Regions from separate parts of the Zea mays genome. Here region 1 is linked to region 2. The links are chromatin contacts, called in public Hi-C maps. All regions are on one chromosome and are shown on one strand. The core of a region is the stretch at or near the end of the contact, and the rest is flanking DNA. Distances in the headings are between cores, read along the strand shown.

Region 1 (2,700 bases), core at 196-2,695, 55 kb after region 2:
TGTGCCTAGCTGCCTAGAGGTGAAGAGTTTTAACCTCGACAATTGCACTCTAAACTTTTTGACAATAATATGAAACGGGGAAAAAACCCTAACAATATGGTTGGAGCATATATAAGTTCTTACTGAAACCAAGTAATGACAGAAAAAATCGCACAGTGATACACGCCACAATTAACAGATATACAATGCAATCGTAGCTGTGGTCAACTAGCTGATTATATTATTCTTCAAAATGCTGAAAAGGGTCTAAAAGAGGCTTGGAAAGCGAAGCAGGTAATTATGTACCGCGCGCGGAAGTGGGGCTGCAAAAGATGCTGGCAAACAAAACACATGGCTGGTGGCAGCTGCTGCTGCTGCAGGCACGCACATTGATGTTTCCAGATTGAGCCACGGTTTGCTGGAGGCAGGGGGGCGAATTCCTATCATTGCGAGCTGCTGCAAAAGCCTCTTCTTCAGGTCCCCCGTAGTATGGGCCACTGGACGGTCCACTGCTCCCCGATGCGCACATAGTACGGTGTCATCAAATACGTACTGCTGATGACGCTCATGCATATTATATTTATTCCCAGCTCACGTTTAAACTTTCATATGCTAAATGCACTGTCATCGTGCAAATAATAATAGTGCATGTGTACTAGGCTTGTTTGGTTCACAGGCTGAGAAATCCGCCTCGTCTAGTAGGCAACGATCTCAGGTGTCCGATTTCAGATGCCTAGGACTAGATTGAGTTGTCTACCGGTGCTCCCAGGCTATGGCGCCGACCAAAAACTCTAAGAGGGTGTTCATTTCCGTTTATTTCACATCGGCGCAGCGACTGAGAACTGAATAATCTTTGGCAAACGCCTCCCGATGAGACCATGATTTTTCTGCCTACAGCCCATGAAGAGCAAAACCAACATTTGAACTGCACCACTGATTCCCTATGTCGCCGCCACGGCGCCGGCCGGCTCCAAACGCAAACAGGGCCAAAACTAGCTAGCTAGTGGCAGGCCGGGTCGTCGGCTGTGCTGCTGGCACGGAAATAATTGACAAGTCGCACACGGGTGGCGTGCTCTGCTCCGTGCCCAAGAAATCAGGAGCGAGCTGATAACCGTGAACAGGAACAGTTGCGTACGTACGTATATTCTGCCGCGCCCTGCGCAGGCAAGCAGCGGCCGCAGCGGCAACAAAAGAATAGAAACCCTAAAGTGGCGGCGGTGTCGTAGCTTACCACTGCGCGCACACGTCGAGACGACAGCGTCGGAGAGATATGATGCATATGGTAGCATGCGTGCATGCATGGAGCAGGCCGGGCCGCCAAAACGACGCAAGGTGACAACAAGGAGAAAACGAAACGAAATACGTACGCGCGTACTACGAAAACTCGATCGAATCATGGCGCGTGTACTGCTGCTGTCTCTGTATGTACGTGTGGCCCAGCCCTGATGCTCTTTTTTCCCCGTGTTTTCTCTCGCTTTTTGCATGCATGCATGTATGTGTCCTCCTCGGTCGTTGTCGTAGCTAGCTTGCTTGCTTGTTGCTTTCATCGGTGTCCGGTGGGTGTCGATCTTTTGCATTGTGCAAGCTGCAAGACAAAACCTCCTATATATCCCGATGAAAAGAAGCAAAAAAAAAAGGTAGCTTTACATAGCCTTTCTTCAGGTAGCTAGGTATAGGCACTACACTAGGCACTACCTAGCTATTAGCCAGGCCTGGTAATATCGGCATTACTATTATCTAGATCTAGGTTTTGGGGCATCAAGAACGCATGGGTATGGCTTCATCCCGCTCTAGCTCCTATGTTCTTGTCTTTCATGTTTGCCCATACGGCCACCCATAGCCATATATACATGGTTAGATCCAGCTCTTTTTTTCATTTCAAAAATGAGTAGAGTACATACATGTACTACAAACTCATCGGATACGTACATGTATAAACGCAAGCCGCACACGCACACAGTATATCTGTATCTCTCTAGAAGTGCCTAAAAAATCCTAAACTACCCGAAGTTGACAAAAGTCACAGCAAGTACCATAGCTTGTTGTCAAATAATTAGGGCTGGGCTGTAAGCGGGCTTTCATGTAAACCTGTAAATAGGCCTAATTTTATGGGTTACCACAGTCTAACACCCAGAGTAACTTTTTTTTGAAAGTACATAGAGGTCAAATATACGGTTGGAGAGCGACAAAGAAAAATGACTTGTTTATCCGTTGATCAGATAGACGGTTATTACAAACCATTGGTGCCTAGAGCTCATCAAACACATTCCATTTCATTGCTCATATATATCCATTGCGGAAAAAAAATTGGTGCAGCCGACTGCAAACCAGAATGTTTGTAGTCCCTCACAAAAAAGGAGGATTGACCCAACCGACCCACCCGCAGCAGCAATAACACAACTAAAACGTTATCTGGTGGACCTGCAGGTGGGATCAATCCTCCTTTTTTGTGAGAGGCCGTAAACATTCTAGTTTGCAGCCGGCTGCACTAAATTTTTTCCCCATTGCCCCTGTATTGGGTGAAGGTTTTTTTGTCCAGATGCATGCTTACGTGCATGTGACAACGTGTTGCCTACCGAAGGATCACAAGGACCCCGAGTTCAGAACGGGAGAGCAACCTCTTTCTGGCATGACAACTGGCTTGATGATTGGATCCTGTCCAAGTCCGATCCAACACCTGCGCAGTGCTTCAAAATCACTGCTTCGATGACTCAGTGTCCG
Region 2 (2,700 bases), core at 102-2,601:
TCTAAGATTAACTTGTTAATCGGTCTCTGCTAGCTTCCACATATTCGTAACAAACAAAAGAAAAGCAAGCTAAGCATGGCACGGAGTGTGCACAGTTTGTAGAGCTAGTCATGGTCTCATGGATAACAACCTCTACGACACGAATTCATGGAATGTGATGTGGGTTGCAGATCGATACCTTGGATGGAGGCTGTTCTTGACAACCTTCTGCCCGTACTTCCTCCACTTGTAGCCATCATCCAGTACATCCACATCGCTTCTGGTCTGGAAGCAAAACCTCGGTTCCCTCATCTTCCTCCTCACCTTCATCTTCCCTCTCTCCGCTATCGTAGCTGCTGACCCCTTCCACCTGCACAATCACACGCCACGCTTAGCTTCCACACACACCATCAAACCCTAACGGACTATAGCCAAAGGTTTAGTTCAAGAAACATTACAGAGAGAGAGAGAGAGAGGGAGAGGGAGAGCATACCATGTGCTATTACTCTCGTTGCAACCTTTAGTAGTCAGCGAGGTGCAGACCTGCATGCGGAAGAAAGAAACGTCTCATAAGGAACAAGCAAGAAATTAGGACGCCGGTCGACATATATGTAGTAGGACTACGAGCTTAATCGTATATTATGCAGAAAAACCTTCAAGCAAGCTAGTTCACCTCACCTTCGTCTCAGCGCCAATAGTACTGGGCATGAAACCAGCAGTAGGCTTCGCTGTTGCGCCGGCGGCAGCAGAGCAGCTGCCGAAGGCCGGCAGCGGGTATAGTCCACATTGGTCGGAGTAGAGCATCCCGCCATGGTTCTCGGCTTCTTCCTGGTCAAACGGCATCTGGAAAAGCCTATTATCGTTTGGCTGGCTAGGAAGTTGTAGCGGGAGAGGAAGAGGGAAGGCGGCGTAGTGATCCGGCACAAGGAAGCCAGGAAGGCAGCAAGCCCCCAACAACTGGCCTCCCTCCATATATGCCTGCATATATGCGCTAGCGATGATCGATCTGGACGATGCAAGTGCGGTTCTTGGTTGGGCGGGCGGGGCACAGAATTCGCAGCAGGATAGAATGGGTCTCTCTCTCCTTTCGGTGTCAACTGTGCATGATAAGGTTGAGGTTGACGACGATGATGCTTTGAGGTAGGTTAGTGGTTGGTGGTGTGGGGCGGGCTATATGGCCGCTTGAGGATCGAGGACCATGGATACCGGAGCAAGCTAAGCTAGCCCTGGGCCTCTAGCGCAGATTGTGCCGTGTGTACAGTACTTGCTTCAGTACTAGCTGTTGGCCTGTCCCAGGCCCCAGCTAGCTAGGTCGTGCTAGCTAATTCATCTGCAGCTTTCATGTGGTGCCAGAGATATGCCTCTCTTTTTTTCACCTATCTCATCTCGCTAGGAGTGTATCATAGATGCGTGGGTTTGATACAAAGGAAAATCCCGCTGCAATGCTGTTGCGTCTTGCGTTGCGTTAACTGGGCCGTGTGTTTCAGTCCTTGGCTGTTGCTGGCTCCTTGCATGCATATGCATATGCTTTTCTGTCTCGATCAGCTTTCCAAGCTAATTGCGTCTTCAGTGGCGCCTCAACCGGCAAGGGCTTTTCAGGCGGCCCGTATACTATTTCAGCGATTGTTTGGCATACAGGAATAGCACTGATTGTACCTTTTGTCCCCCTGCCCTGCGATCGATTGCCCAATCGACCCATATCTGCATGTCCTTTTTAGCTAGGGATGCTCTCCTCGCAAAAAGATCATGCACTGGCCGGCCGGTTCACTCGTTTTCAGTGTCTCTGTAGTGCGCACATTTCAATACGGCATCTCCTTTGAATCATCACCGTCTTGGGTACGTGTTCAGAGCAGGTTTTGCTAGCTTTTCCACCTATCCTCCCAAAAAATGACCACCCATTTAGCTCTATCGCTTTAACTTGCATAGGTGGAAAAACTATCCTCCCAAAAGCTAGCAAAGCCAGAGCAATTGACGAACCACATTATTTCGCTACAAAAGCATTAGTATTTCTCTAACCTTTCCATTATAGTGCCATTTGCCCTGAAGTTGGCAAAACAGGCCCGGCAGTCTAGATAATATGACACTAAAAAACACGGCTCAAGCATGGATCGACCTAAGACCCCTAGTTTCTGTGCAAAACATGATATATTGATAGGACCATCAACCATGTCTAGACCACCACGTCAGCACGTAATGTCGACCTCGACATGGCACATGCTAAAAAGTTATCATACAAGCAGCATGACGCTTGGTATCACTTGCTGTTGATGCCCCTGTCCCCCTCTCCTCTCAATTGCTGATTTGCCGGTTAGGAGGCAGAGGTATATAACGATGTTGTACCCCTGCTCCCTCCTTCTCGTGGAACCATAACTCATTTCCTCTCTTGCTTCTATATCTCCTCTCTCACTCTAGCTACCTACCTCTCTTGTGAGATATCATCTTCGTGCCCCCACCCGATAGGTAGGGTGTTGCTCCCCGCCACCACTAATTGGCAAGGGCTCATGGCATTACTCTTGCTAATCCTCGACCTCCAATGTAGCCTTGTCCTCTTCATCTCGTCTACCCCTTTATCTCTGTATCATCTTTGTCATCAGCCTTGCTAGATAGCAGACACTAACAACACTAGGGCTCCGGATTCACCGATACGAGTTTTTTTTCCTATCTCATTTATCTCTCTCCATGTCTCTAGTCTCTACATGTAACTTATTTTTTGTGTTTTTT

Evidence for each region. A called contact is a pair of places that touch in the nucleus more often than the background predicts.
Region 1: a contact with region 2 is called in a Hi-C map of leaf, with 2.5 times the contacts expected there. The contact joins the enhancer-like site here to the promoter of LOC100857064 in region 2.

What each region holds. Positions count from the first base shown.
Region 1 is chr5:195,048,991-195,051,690 of Zm-B73-REFERENCE-NAM-5.0, forward strand. No RefSeq gene overlaps it. Among protein-coding and RNA genes, the nearest start is that of LOC100274345, 20 kb to the right of the region's middle. Within about 2 kb of position 1,446, at least 17 of the 20 cell types and tissues checked have an H3K27ac peak or open chromatin away from gene starts, as enhancers often do. A contact at or near this core is called in leaf, where this site is marked.
Region 2 is chr5:194,993,937-194,996,636 of Zm-B73-REFERENCE-NAM-5.0, forward strand. It overlaps LOC100857064 (probable WRKY transcription factor 51), which reads right to left and starts at 1,352. Exons shown (of 4, transcript XM_020537772.3): 1 at 658-1,352; 2 at 473-522; 3 at 179-349. The coding sequence starts at 963.